Regions from separate parts of the Triticum aestivum genome. Here region 2 is linked to region 1. A link is a contact called in public Hi-C data. All regions are on one chromosome and are shown on one strand. The core of a region is the stretch at or near the end of the contact, and the rest is flanking DNA. Distances in the headings are between cores, read along the strand shown.

Region 1 (7,738 bases), core at 3,431-5,930:
CAAGAGAAGATCCCTAGCAAGCTGCCGCCGACCCAACAAGAAACGAAGATGGCAAGGGAAACGCACGAAAACGGGGAAATCCTGTGAGCGCCAAATAGTCCTCAAGATATACAGGGACGTTTTTTTTCTTTCTTGTCCTTCCTTTTAAAAAAATAATCACAAATTTCGAAAATTTCCAATGTCTTTTAAACAAATTGTTCGTCTTCACCACAAAAATGTTCAAAATTCAAAATTTCAACAAAAACCCAATAAAATTCAATAATTATTCTCAGTTTTGAAATTTTCCCTTTTTATAAAAAGGCAAAATTCTAAAAAATATTTGCAAATTTGAAAAGTGTTCACATTCTTCAAAGAAAGTTGGAAACTTTGAAACAATTGTTCATGTTTCCAAACCAAGTTTTTAATTTTTAATATGTTTGTGATTTCAAAAAATGTTCAAAAGTTTCAAACCTAATTGCATTTTCAACAAAAGGTTCACACTTGTTTACCTTTTTCAAAAATATTTGGATTTTTTTAAAATTATTTGTAGTATCTTATTTTGTTATTTTTCCAATAAGTATATGGAATTTCAGAAAATGTTGCAACTTAGAAAATCAGGTATAAAATTTGAAATTCTGAATATTTTTTTGAAAACAGGTATATTTTTTAAAACACTAGCACTTATTTTACGCTTTGAATAATATTCAAAAACACGGACAATTTTTGATATTTCAAACAAATTTGAAAACATGAACACTTTTTAATTTTACGAACATTTTTTGAAATTTTGAATAATTTTTTGGCAATGCCGATCAATTTTTCAAAAATGGGAACCATATTTGCAAAATATAAAACATGATAAATAAGTACCCTCAAAAAATGTCACGCCATGTGCATCCTTGATGGGCCGGTCCAGTCGGTTGTTGCCTACGACAGGTCGACTATTTGACCCAGTTAGCAAGGACCTCCCACGAAAACGCGTATGTGTGCACCCCCCCCCCCCCCCCCCCTCCCCCAGTCTGTTACCTAAAACACGAGTCCTGTAACAAGCATCCTACGGTTTTAAAAGTTAGACAAGACATAACTAAATATCTTTTTTTTAGCATCAGTACAGACACAAGCGCTCATATACACGCGCATACACTCAAATATCATCTAGATGAAAATTAGCAAATCTACTATAAGAATGGCCTTTTTAATCCAAACAAAAAATGCACAAACGTATGACAACATAAAACTAACTAAAACTGTTTTTTCTTAAATTTCTCCTAAATCCCGATCTAACTTAAATTCTTCTAATCCAAACAACCACCGAGGTGTCCAAATGCAATTCAATCTTTTGTTTGATACGTCGGTACCTTAACCATACTACTGATCATAAAGCTGCCTCATACTATAATATTTATTAATGCAAACATTGCACGCAGACAAAGAGGCATCATATATAACTTGTTTAATTAATATGAAACATGAGAGATTTTCCACACAATAATCATGCTATTTATTACTCCCTTCGTTTCATAATTCATGTTGACAAAAATTATGAAACAAATGGAGCAACTGGCTTTTTTATATATCTTTAAAAAATAGGATTAGTGGGATCGTATCTCTAGTCGTATAAAAGACTTTGTTGGTGTTGATGGTGTGTCTGTCATCCGTCATTTCCGACCATCAGATCTACATCCGATGATTGTGAGGTAAGCTGTGACATTTTTGTAATAAGACCCCACTTCTCTGCTCCAATTTATAGAAAACCCTTAGTATTTTGAAAGCAACTACATCCCTGCCTCACATAAAAAAACAAGGTATATATTTTGAGTGTAACCTAATACGAGTATATTTTTAGTGTATTGTTTTACTTTGGATCCGTTGCAACGCACGAACACATTGCTAGTAATAAAACAATTTCAAATGATAAGTGCCGCATGTGTGGCATGAAGCACTCCGGCCCTGATGTTTTCTACAAGTAAAATTATCAGTCGAAAAGAAAATGTAAACCTAAAAGATCTTGAAACTTGTCATCCGAAAAAAAAGTTGCCATGCTTGACAATTAAGTTGCCGTCCTCACATCACTAAACTTACCATAAAAAACCTTGGAGTTTGTATGTGTTTGTACCACCCGTGTGATATTTATCATGATCCAAAGCAAAAGAGAGTAGCTTGATTCCAAACATATACGAGCATAAATGAAAGGTGATGCTGCCATGACGGCGGGAGAAGATCTCGAACAACAAAGGCAAAAAAACAAGTAAACGAAAATATGTACTAAGCTCTCGTATCAACATGACATTACCATCTCCAGTACAAGTCGATCGAAAATCGAAGAAACATGAAGCATGACTGTAGACAGCAAATTCACACATATGCAAGTGATGGATTGGATGGCATGCCGAACCGTCGACCGCCACGAGGTGACCGATCTCCGATCCTACCAGTAGTCTGGGCCGTAAAGCAGGCCGGCGCCTCCCGTTTGGTCATACATGCTCTGGAACGGCGGAGGCATGGCTCCGGCGCCGGCCGCGTAGTCCGCCGTGGACGGCATCGCCGGCGGCAAAGCCCGGGCGCCCGCAGCGGCCGTAGCCCCGGCCGTCGGGGAGGCGCGCCCGTACGAGGAGTAGGAGGAGGAGGACGAGGAGGAGTAGTAGGACGGGACGCCCGGGAGGTCGTGGTCGGCCACGTTGGAGTCGCGGCCCGTGAGCTCCTGCACGATGGCGCGGAACTCCTCGGCGCTGGCGGTGAGCATCATGGGGCTGGAGATGTAGACGACCTTGATCCCCTTGCCGCCGCCCTTGCCCTTCCCGCCGCCCTTGCCGTGGTGGTGCACCGGCGGCTTGGAGATGCCGTTGTGCTGCCCGTGGTGCACGCTCAGCTTGTCCATCCCAACAATCTCGATCGAACACGTACAGCAGCAGCAGCAGCAATGAGACGAAGCCAAGGAGAGCGCGCGATGAAGCTGAAGCGGACTGAGCGATCAACCAGCTGAGCCAAGTTGGTTAAGCTAAGCTGCTTTGGGATGAGGAGGTGATGGGGGGTTTTGTTGGCGGGGCGTTTATATAGGGTTGCGCGGCCGCAAGATTACAAGGTCCGGTCAGGGAGACGATCTTTGTTTCAAGATATCGCCACTGCGCTTCTGTGGCTGTGGATTGGCCCCCGCAGGTTCCCGGAATCCGCCGGATAATAATTTTGTTGCGGGCTCCGGCCGGGCCGAATTGTGGCACATGGGGCTTTGATTGAGGTCATAGGGCGTGACGGTTTCGTGCGCATCGTACCGTTGCCTGGGAAAGTTGGTGAGTGGGTTGATTGGACGACCGGCGCGGGATGATTTTGAGAGCGAGAGGTGAAGGTTCCTGGAAAAGCAGGGCGCTGGAGTTACATGGACGTGGACGTCTGGTTACTTTTGTGTGCGTGACCGTTTGTTCACTTGTGCATAGGCTTGTAGCACTAGTGTATCTGAAAGGGGGTGTATTAGCCTTTCAGTTCAAACCATGCAACATCTCGGCGGTCTTCCTGTTCCAGTCCACGTACGGCTCCACGGAGAAAATCTGTTTGGCGCCGTGGCGATCGGCATCGATCGAGATGTCTCTTCGTTTCTCTGTGTGTACCACATGCACGTGCATCCGTAGTGTGAATTTTCCCGTGGCAGGAAAGTGCCTGCTTCCAGACCATGGGGATACACGTCTGAATTTTCTCACTGCCAGTTTTAATTGATCGATATAAGGTTGTTTCAGAATGGGGCTAGTAACGAAGTACTAATTGGTAGGGGAATGCTTCTGCACCTCACCCTACATCTCGCGCATATATATCCCCATCAGACTGATGTTATAGCTACCAAATTCGAACTCAGTCTAATTTCAAGAGGCGCCACTAGTTAATTAGATGGAGCAATACGGTTTGGGTTCGAAAAACATAGATAATCAGTCAGTTTCTCATGCTCAACCCACCTAACCTGCCTGTTGTGGAAAGAATCCAAGTAGTAGTATATATTCCAACTAAAAAATGTCAGAGTCCTTGTCGATTTTGGTTAATTAATTATTTTCCCGGTCCAAGATTTTGTGGCCGTGTACTCTCTACATCTAGATACATCCATACCTGTGACGAGTAATTCGGAATGGAGGGAGTAGTACTTATAGGATCTATGATGGGACGCCACGATCGTTGGCATTCACCGGCTGGGCCGGCGCGTGCTTCTTCTATCAGCTGAACGAGCAGGATGCGTGGTCAAAGCTCAAGCTCGCCGACCTTGCACTTCCAAGTTCCAACAGAGAACATGATACGTGTCTGGATGATTGCTTGTGGAAGACGTACAAGTACAACAATGCACGCTTCTACTCGTATCCATCGAACGAACTCGCGTGTCAGTGAGACAGTGACTCGCCGGATCGGTTAGTTTTTTCACTTGAAGTTGAACACCCGGGCTTACGTACGTGTTGCGCAATCGATGACGCCTGAGTGTTCCCGTCATTTGGTAAGGCGACCAGAGAGTGATCAGCACCGGGGCGGGGTGAATTGGAGGAAGGCTCGGGAAGAAGACGGCCGTTAAATACTCCTAGATCGCAATGGCGCGACACGGACGCCAAGGCCTAAGGGAACTACGGAGATGGACGGGGGAGAAAGAATAACCACCAGCCATTTTGGTCGGAACAGTGTGATCTTGGTCGATACGGTAGGAAGGACATGCTGAGGCGACGTCCAGGACCAGTCCGGGTGAAGTTTCCTCGCGGCAGCGATGTCACCGAAATTCCACTCTTAGTCAAGGTGTGCCGTAGGTCCCTGTCGCCCGATCGCCATCGAGGTATCCAGGAAGGCAGCGCCCCATGCACATGTATCCTTGTTTCTGACCCTAAAAAAAAATGTATCCTTGTTTCTCTGAATGTGTACACCTGTATCCTTTTTGTGCAAGTGTGAGGTCGCTGATTTGGAGCCATGCATCTTGGCGTCCGGATATCATTTGCTTCACTATTGGGGTGTCTTGCCCATTTTTCTCTCTATTCCAGTTACCAGATTCATTGTTGAAGTTCTGGGATACGCAGGAGGGTCGATCGTGGACCACGTGCCAAGCTTAACGTGGAGAAGTAGACCAAAGGCCCCGACCAGTTATTAATCGAGGGTCAAATATATCCCCTCAATCAGCTGCATCGTTAGGACATGACGTGGCGTTTTAAAGTTTGTTTGATAACATGGAATCAACTCGTTGCACGTCGCTCGGTCAAGTAGATAGTGTAGTCAGAGAGTGATTTCAACTAGTTAGTTTATTTAACCACTTTTCCCTGGAAAAAGTGTACATCGGCCGATTACGTAATCCCTTTGTAACACGAGAATTTCACAGGAAGAACGTTTCCCGCAGAAGGTTATAAAATCCTTGCACTGATTTCAGTCACCAATGTCTTTGCTGTAAAATACAAAAAATTCCACGACTATGTAGGCTGATTGATGTTTTGGCCCTTGATTAACAAACTCATCGGGGCCTTACCAACGTAACTGAAAGAACTCGGTCTCTGAAAGTTGTTCCCTGGATTGATAGCTTCAAACAATACTGGCATATTGACAAGTGCAGCTTGGTCAGATTACTTCTTGATTAACATCACGTTTACAGATGAACACAACCGCACCTACTAGTTAAGTATGTAGCTAGTGTCACCTAGTGAGGTTTGATCATGTCACTGATTACAGCAGCGAACGCCCGGCAATCATGTCAACCAGCTTGATCAATTAACAATGCATGCATGCATGCATCCGGACGTTGCCTGGCTAGCTGGACCAGGTCTGTCGCGTTGAGCCTCTCCAATTTGTTAACAAATAGGTCAACCATGGTTGCGTTGGAGAGCTAACTTTTTGATCCCCTAGAAGCAATGCGTTTCCACAAGCAACACGTAAAAATAGTTGCATATATTCATCGCTCAGCTCATCGGTACCTTGAAGAGAAAGAAAGGGGGGTAAACTCCAGAGACCCAGCTCCGCAGCGTGTTTTTCTTGGAATCGGAAGGAACCGAGTAATAAACAGTAGTAAACAATGCGTTTCCGCAAAGGACCTTGAGCCACAGATCAGTACGCGCACAAGCTAAGACAAAGAAATCAAAGAGGCTAGCTAGACTCTAGAGCACATCCTTTTTGTCAATCTGATGAAGCGCGAAACGGTGCCGATCCGGCTTGGTGGCACGTACTCCTACTACGGAGGAGTAGTACTTAGCAGCGCGGCAAACCCGGTCCCTGGTCCATGGTTGGTCAAGAACTGTTCAAAGTTTCGGACCGACGGAAAATGTCTCCCCTGACCAGATTTTCGTCAACTGCCTACGACTCAAGCAATGGAAGCAGCATAGGAGTACTTCATTATTGGTCCTCCGCCCTATCTCTCTATTATCTCGCTATTTTATATACTCCAAGAAGGGGAAATTAGTTATGTGGTCACCCTTGGTACGTCTAGTTAACTATGCTAGCTTTCCAGCTCAAAAATGAAAAACTAAGCTAGCTTTGGAAGACGGCATAAACTAGAACCTAACCTAATCCATCACCGTCATATCCGAAAGGGTCCTGGAAACTAGATGGTTTGTTTAATATGCCTGACCTTCTAGAGGCTGCGGGATTTGATGACCTCGTGTGCAACTAATTTGGTGTTCATGTCACACTCAAAAGAAAAAGTTGATGTTCATTTCGGCGGTAAACTAATTGATGTTCCTGTCTTGGAACTTTGTAACCACAGGAAACTGAACATTTTATTTTATAGTGTAAAAAACGCCCTTATATTATGAGGCGAAGGAACTAGTACCGAAGGTATAGCTTTTAGGCGGTGGATCCTATTTGACACTTACGGTTTTAATTTTTCTTTCTTTTTCTTTTTATGTTTTCCTTTTCCCTTTTCTCTTTTTTGTTTTTTGTTTTTCTTTTCTCTTCTTCCGGGTAGATGAACTGTTTGCAAATATGTGAATGTTTTCTTCAAATAGAAGAAGTCTTTTTGAAATTTTATGGACTTTTTCAAATTTGCTGAACTTATTTTCAAAATTGATGAACTTTTGTTTTCAATTTCGTGAACTTTTTTCAAATCTATGTTTTTTTCAATTTTGATGAACTTTTTTCAAAACCGACGAACTTTTTTCAAATTTGATGATTTTTTTTAAATCAATGAAATTTTTATGATTGAGGAGAAGCTTGTCCAACATCGTTTGAGATGGTTTGGGCATATTCAGCGCAGGCCTCCAGAAGCTCCAGTGCATAGCGGACGGCTAAAGCGTGCGGAGAATGTCAAGAGAGGGCGGGGTCGACCGATTTTGACATGGGAGGAGTCCGTTAAGAGAGACCTGAAGGATTGGAGTATCGACAAAGAGCTAGCTATGGACAGGGGTGCGTGGAAGCTTGCTATCCATGTGCCAGAGCCATGAGTTGGTTGCGAGATCTTATGGGTTTCACCTCTAGCCTACCCCAACTTGTTTGGGACTAAAGGCTTTGTTGTTGTTGTTGTTGTTGTAATGAAATTTTTATGATTATTAAACTTTTGATCAAATCGGTGAACTTTTTCAAAATCGATGAACCTTTTTCAAATTTGTATTTTTTTAAATTTCATGAAATTTATACTAAATTTGTGAAAAATTTCAAATTCTTGAATTTTCTCAAATATACATTTTATTTATTTATTTGTGTTTTCATTTTCAAATACTGTTGACCAATTTTTTCCCTTGAAATGATGATCAAATTGTTAATTGTAGCTTATGTCCTCCTCAAGTATTGTTTCAGAGGATATATTTTATCGATGATATTCGTTCAAAAT
Region 2 (7,738 bases), core at 1,404-3,903, 450 kb before region 1:
TCTGCCCTATACTTCAAAGTGCATAACTAAGAAAAGTTGTAGTCAGTAGTCGCAGTAATCCGTATTGTTAACCATGAAGAACAGATCTTTTAGATCAGTCACAGCATGACTACCAAAACCTAATATAGCTATTGTTGCGAACCTTGATTCACCACATGTCTACAACTTTTCTTAGTTATGCACTTTGAAGACTAGACCTTGATTCACCAAAACTAGCAAAGCTATTCCAAGGTTGGGATAGCTATTGTTGCGAACCTTGATTCACCCACAGCATGAAGACTAGACCTTGATTCACCAAAACTAGCAAAGCTATTCCAATATCTACGCGTTCTCTCTCCTAGATATAGCTATTGTTGCGAACCTTGATTCACCACGGGGTAACTACTGTGCTGTAGCCAGACGAGCATGGCTGTGACGGACTGGGTAGACATAGGTTTAAATGAGAGAATAACTTGAGGGTAGATTGATTGTTCTTGCCTGACTCCTTATATATCGTCTATTTTGCCTCTGGACCTTTTCTAATACGATTGGACTCCTTAGTCCCGAACTGCTATAGAAACTATGTATTGGCAACAACCTAAGAGATCCACACTTAGTCTTAATGCATAAAACATCCATTGTTTTGGTGTGTCTAAGGTTGTATCTAGGAGAGAACACACTTAGTCTTAATGCATATGTTGTATCTAACCTTGTTTTATAGCAATAAATGAATACACAAATATTTGACGTTCTGCATATTTCACTAGAATAAAATATTCCCTGTCATGTTTTATCCCTATGCTTATAATGCTTGCAGTTCGTCTAGATGCAACAGAATTTTCTCATTTCCATCTGTGCACCTACTGTGATTCATATGGTTCTACCAAGTAAAGGGAAAAATGATTTGGGTGCATGTTCAAGGTAAGAAAGGGCAAAAGGGTATTAACATGCAAATACACTGAAAACAGAAAAATGATAACATCATATTGTGCCATTCCGAAGCTAAGCAGGATAGTCATGCTGTAAGCCTCGATACACTCGTTTCATGGATTTGGATGTGTCCGCTTTACTAGTGACATCAACGGGAAAACTGATAAATTGAGCAGAGGCTGTGGCAACTACTAATTGCATATATTTAGTTGCTTCAATTATTTTCAGTTTAATCAATCCTTATGGCCATTACCCAAGAGAATGGAAAAAATCCTCACGCATTGTTACATCATATAGAATACTTGATGTCAATGCACCAGAAGAGATCTACATTCTGCAGACAGTGATAGCATAATCCCAGGATTGTAGCAGAAGGGTTGGTTCAGAAGTAATAGACAGTATGACACTGAGAAAAAAAATGAGAAGGTGACTGACATACCAATCCAATCTTCAGCCATAATAATAGAAAAATATATACATCAGGTCGCCGGCTCTAATTGAACAAATCAATCCTGTATTTTTCCTTTGAATGCTTAGGCACGACTTGAAGCACGACTGACTGTATATCGAGTATTAATTTCATTTTGAAAAGCATCTAAATTCATGGTCTGAAAACCAGTATCAGTGTCGATATGAACCAGAGCCCTAACAGAAAGCCTATAAATTCCTTGGACAGCCCAAACGGAGACATCATTCTCATGACTAACTTACACATCACCATTACAGTACCTAAAGTAACTATTGGGCAAGGGGCAAACGAAAATTTTAGAACTAACCAATCTGCTTCATGTAAAGTTTTAATCAGAACAGCAAAACCCATAAAAAGTCTGTACAATCAAACGACCATTCAACAGTTTGCACATAAAAGAACCACCCTATTTACTGTCCAAGTAGCATACTAGCTTATTCTGAAACGGTTTGCTGCTTAGGAGAAAACAATCAAGCTCGCACAAGCGACTGCCAAAGTGAAACTAGGCAAGATAAACACAACTGGTGTCTTCCTGCATTGTCATTACAATCAGTAATACTAAGATGAAGTAGCAGCAAGTAGGCTTGCGCTCCTTTGCTCTATTCTCGCGCAGGGATCAAACAGTTTATCCACAGCAAGGGCAGCATTAGCTAAAAGTGAATTTGGAGGATACCGAGCCATTTCCAGATCGCGACCACTCCTCACCTTGGGACCCTAGGCCAACCAACCAACCAACCAACGAAATCAGTGGAACCTCCACATCTGGAGATCACATACAAGCACCAGCAGGGGGGAAACTAGGCATCCGAACCGAACCAAACTGTGTAGCAGTAGAGCGAGCAAGGAAATGGAGAAGAGGGTGCGGGATCTGGTGATCTGACCTGGGGCACGAACATCCGCGGCGAGAGGGAGCGGCCGGGGCTCCCGGGCGGCGATCCGGGCCCGCCGCTGGCCCCCACGACGCCCACCGAGCACGCACGGCGCACGTGGTTGGCGCCTCCGCCGTAGGGAGGGAAGCCGCGGGCCGAGGAGTCGTCGCCTCCGTCCTCAACGTCGACGTCGGCGGCGTCGGCCTCCCCGGGCGCGGCGGCGTCCTCCTCCCTGCCGCTGGCGTTGCCCATGGCCTCCCTCCTCCTCCTCCTCCTCCTCCTCCCCCCGCCCCCGCGGCGGCGAAATCACGGAAGTGCCACTCACTGCGTTGTGGCGCTGCTGTTGCGCGAGGGGGCAAGGAAGACGAGCGAGAGAGAGAGGGGAAGGAAAGGGAGAGGGATGGCTGCTGGCTGCGCCCGTTTGGTCGCGTAATTAAGCGCGTGCCGCTGCCTGCCCCTTGCCCGGGAAGCGTGGCGGCACCCGTGCACCCGGCGCTCGTGGGTTGCACCGTCACCGTCGCGTCGGCCCCACGTGGCCCGCCCGCCGGTCGGTGCAGGAGGGTGTAGCGCACGGAGGTTCGTGTTTGGTGATATGTACGTGACGTGGAGCGGGGCCCGGCCCTGGTCACGGTGCGCACGTTCGGACGGACGTTGGGTGAGGGAGAGAGAGGAGCCTGAACCTGCTGGGTCGGGCGCCGGCTCCGGGGACCCGAAATCCGGCATCCGTCGCTGCGATCTCATTGGCGTGTTGTCTCGCGAATCCTTTGCGTTGAAGAATGAGAATCGTGAAAGGGATGGATTCGTGTTGAGGAACATGGTAGGTGAAGGATTGGCCTTGTGGCGGTTGCCGTCGCGAGTATCACCCATATTCCAGTGTTTGTCGTGCCACTGCAGGAAATTTGGCAACACTGTCGTCGTTCATTTTATGTAGGCTGCGCCTCATCTAAGAGCTTGGATTAAGATTTTCGTCGAGACTACGTACGAAGTTGACGGGAAATGAAAGCGGGTCCACCACGTTTCTCTCTCTAAGGGGCGACCGAGAGGCGATCGCTAGGCGATCGGGAGGCGGCGCCTAGGGTTAGGGTTTGAACATAGGGTGGTGGTCATCTCCGGGCAGCGGGATCGCGGCGACGGCGTTGTGATCTCGGCTGGCTACGGCGCGGGTTTTCCTTCTCGAAGGCGAGGCAATGGCGTCTGCATCGAGCAAGGGAGGGGGTGTTCCCTCACAGGCGGCGACTCCGACGAAAAAGGATGTGGCGCTGGCGACAGGGCAGAACGCATCCGCGAAGAGGGGATCTCCAGGATCCCCGGCTGATGGCAAGGTGTCGGAGGAGGCCGCGACCCTGTCAGCGAAGATGGGAGGACTAGCGCTGACTGAAAAGGAGGCGGCTGGTTTCGTGTTCGACGAGCCGGGGCCAAGGAAGAAGCAGGACGTGAAGTGGGCGGTCGTGGGGAAATCGTTTTCGCCGCGTCCCTTGAACAGATATGCTTTTGAAAGAGCGATGCAGAGGGCATGGGGACTCCATCGAGAAGCCCAGTTTAAGGATTTGGGCGGCAATATCTTCATGATCAAGTTTGGAAGTGAGGGTGACTGAAAGCATGCCCTGAATAATGGCCCATGGCAGTTCGACTTCAACGTAGTGGTGTTGAAGGACTATGATGGTGTGACCAGGCCGTCTGAGATGATTTTCAACACAATTGACGTCTGGGTAAGGGTAGGTGATCTACCTTTGGACAAAAGAACCAAGGAGTTTGGAGAGGCTCTAGGAAATTGGCTGGGTAAAGTAGTTAAAGTGGATGTTGGGGAAGATGGGCTGGCTAGAGGAACGGAGCTCAGGGTGAGGACCAAAATTGCAGTGCAGGATCCGTTGGTTCGCGGCTTCTACCTGAAGAAGAAACCGGATGATGAAGAGAAAACGTGGTTTGATTTTGCTTATGAGAAGGTTCCTCATTTTTGTTTTGATTGTGGAAGGCTTGTGCATGTAGATGGACGATGTGAACCACCAGTTGACCCGCTTTCCCACTGGGGAGAGTGGCTCCGTGCCTCACCAGGTAGGTCCCCGTCGGGTGCCCATGAAAAAAAGCAATGGAGGGGAAGCTCAAGCATGGGTTTTAGTAAGGAAAGTTCAAGGTCAAGTGGAGGAGAAAATGGCTCGAAAGGACAGAGCTTTGTTAGAGATCTTCCAATGCGTTGACCCCTCTATAGGGAGTACACACCCTCAGCTGACTCCCACACTGGTGGGGTGCAGAACAAAGGGAAGGAGCACGATGAAGTGATCAGCCCACAAAAATCGCACACTGGTGCAAGGGCTGAGAAGGAAAAGGATCTACGGGATGACTTAGAGGAAAGGAGAGAAAGGAATCTACGCAATGAGCTGCACCAAAGGGTCAGAGAGGGAATCATCTCTCCGGAGTTCAGTGGGAGGTAGCAAGTTCAGGGAGAGAGACCAAGTATGGGGCAGCAGAGGCGGCCGGGGTATTATGTTCGTAAACCAAGGAGGGATGATGGTACTGCCCGACGGCGGGAGAGCTACCAACAGTATGTGCCAAAAGAGAAAAAACGTTCATCAAAACAGATATGGGTAGCAAAAGGGGAAGGGGCCAGGAGGGAAGGAGCAGATATGTTCTCTGGTGATAAACGACAGAAAGTGTCGTCGGTCTTTGAGCGTATCGGTGATCATGGAGCTACATCGGCGGACCCCGAGTTCCGGGGCCGCCGGGACCAATGAATTTCTTGGCCTGGAACTGTCGGGGACTGGGGTTGGACCCGACGGTGGGTGAGCTTAGAGACCTGATACGGTCTTACAACCCAGCGGTGGTTTTCTTGAGCGAGACAAAAAAGAAGGCGAGAGCTATGGAAAAAGTCAGATGGAGTTTGGGGTTTAGGAATGGTATAGTTGTGGACTGCATGGGCAAAAGTGATGGCTTAGCTTTATGGTGGAGAGACACTATCCAGGTTAAAATCCGACCGTAGTGCCAATACTATATTGATGCGGAGATGTCACATGAGGGTAGAATCTTTAGGTTCACTGGAATCTATGGGGAACCTCGTACGGAGCACCGGAATAAAACATGGGAAGCTTTACGTTATCTGAGGAGACAAGACAATTTACCTTGGCTTTGTGCGGGGGATTTTAATGAGATTCTTTTCCAAACAGAGCAGTGAGGTGGAAACTTAAGGTGTTTTAACCAAATGGAGGGGTTCAGAGAATGCCTGGCTGACTGCGGCTTGGCGGATTTGGGGTTTACCGGGTACCCGTTCACGTGGGATAATAGGCAAGATGCTGAAGGAAATATACAAGTTCGTCTTGATCGAGCCACATGCGATGATGAGTTTCTTCAAGCATTCCCGGAGACTATGGTGGAACATGTTTTAACAGAAGAGTCAGACCATGCGGCACTTGTGATTAGAGCAGCAGTGTCACTGGACACAGCTAGGAGCAAGGACCCGAGGGGTTTTCGCTTTGAGGAAGCATGGACACGTCATGAGGGTTATGATGAGATGATTTCACGTGCATGGGAGGAAACCAGTCAGCAGTTTGGGGAGACAGCGGACATGAGCACCAAACTGGGCGCGATGACCAAGGCCATGCAGAAATGGATAAGGGAGATGTTTGGCTCATTACGTAGACAGATTTCAAAGCTTAAGTTGCAACTGAAGGATGCCAAGGAAAGGTCGCTGCAGACCGGGTATTTTCAGGAGATTAAAGATATTGAAAGTCAGCTTCATGACCTGTATGAAAAAGAGGAAATATATTACCGGCAACGTTCCAGAATTGATTGGCTACAATGGGGAGATCAAAATACAAAGTATTTCCAAAATAGAGCTTCTCGTAGAAGGAGAAAGAATACGGTCAAGGCGCTAATGAGGGATGACGGGACCAGATGTGTGACGGATGATGGGATGCGTGAGGTGGCTGCAAGCTTTTATGCTAACCTCTTCAGCACAGAGGGACCGGAGGCGGCGTAGCTACTATTGCAACATATCGACCCGATGGTCTCGGAGGAGATGAATGCAAAACTGACGGTGGGTATATCAGATGAGGAAATAGAGACCGCTCTATTCTAGATGGGTCCAACAAAAGCACCGGGGCCAGATGGTTTCCCGGCGTTGTTCTATCAACGACACTGGTCGTTGGCGAAGAGCGATGTTTGCGTGGCAGTGAAGAACTTTTTATATGGTGTTGCGGCGCCCGACAGCTTCAATGATACAGTGATTGTGATGATCCCTAAGGTAAACTCACCGGAGTTAATGTCACAATTCCGACCGATTAGCCTGTGTAATGTGTTATATAAGATAGCTACGAAGGTGCTCGCAAACAGATTAAAAGTTATCCTCCCCGTGCTGATCTCGGAGGAGCAAAGTGCGTTTGTACCGGGACGACTCATCATGGATAATATATTGGTGGCGTATGAGTGTGTGCATGCTATCAGGAAGAGGAGTAGGAAGAAGCCACTCTGCGCGATCAAGTTGGATATGATGAAGGCGTACGATAGGGTGGAATGGTCTTTTTTGGAGAGAATGATGGAAAGGTTTGGCTTTGCTGCTGCGTGGGTACGAATGATTATGCAATATGTGACTTCAACAAGGTTCTCAGTGAATCTTAATGGGGGAATCTCACGCACTTTTCTGCCCTCGAGGGGACTCCGACAAGGCGATCCACTGTCACCATATTTGTTTTTGTTCTGCGTGGAAGGTTTCTCAGCTGAAAGATCGTGGATGTCGCCTAGAGGGGGGGTGAATAGGCGTTTTAAAATAATTACGGTAGAGGCTCGAACAAATGCGGAATAAACCTAGCGGTTAATTTGTCAAGCACAAAACCTACAACAACTAGGCTCACCTATGTGCACCAACAACTTATGCTAAGCAAGGTAAGCAACAAAGTGATAGCAAGATATATGACAAATAACAATATGGCTATCACAAAGTAAAGTGCATAAGTAAAGGGCTCGGGTAAGAGATAACCGAGGCACGAGGAGACGATGATGTATCCCGAAGTTCACACCCTTGCGGATGCTAATCTCCGTTTGGAGCGGTGTGGAGGCACAATGCTCCCCAAGAAGCCACTAGGGCCACCGTAATCTCCTCACGCCCTCGCACAATGCAAGATGCCGTGATTCCACTAAGGGACCCTTGAGGGCGGTCACCGAACCCGTACAAATGGCGACCCTTGGGGGCGGTCACCGAACCCGTACACTTTGGCAACCCTTGGGGGCGGTCACCGGTACCCGTCAAATTGCTCGGGGCGATCTCCACAACCTAATTGGAGACCCCGACGCTTGCCCGGAGCTTTACACCACAATGATTGAGCTCCGAACACCACCAACCGACTAGGGGGCCCAAGCACCCAAGATAAACAAGCTCAAGGGCACCAAGCACCCAAGAGTAATAAGCTTCTCAACTTGTAACTTCCACGTATCATGTGGAGAACTCAAACCGATGCACCAAATGCAATGGCAAGGGCACACGGAGTGCCCAAGTCCTTCTCTC

What was found. Hi-C and Micro-C count contacts between places; a contact is called where the count stands out from the background.
Region 2: a contact with region 1 is called in a Hi-C map of leaf, with 7 times the contacts expected there. The contact joins the promoter of LOC123085713 here to the enhancer-like site in region 1. A contact is called at or near these places in 4 of 5 Hi-C or Micro-C datasets (leaf and root) and 1 of 1 datasets of contacts at active chromatin or transcription factors (leaf).

Annotation. Positions count from the first base shown.
Region 1 is chr4A:162,506,078-162,513,815 of IWGSC CS RefSeq v2.1, reverse strand. No RefSeq gene overlaps it. Among protein-coding and RNA genes, the nearest start is that of LOC123085712, 380 kb to the right of the region's middle. Within about 2 kb of position 4,680, at least 2 of the 8 cell types and tissues checked have an H3K27ac peak or open chromatin away from gene starts, as enhancers often do. A contact at or near this core is called in leaf and root, where this site is marked.
Region 2 is chr4A:162,955,538-162,963,275 of IWGSC CS RefSeq v2.1, reverse strand. It overlaps LOC123085713 (SNF1-related protein kinase regulatory subunit beta-1), which reads right to left and starts at 2,653. Exons shown (of 4, transcript XM_044507406.1): 1 at 2,260-2,653. The coding sequence starts at 2,499.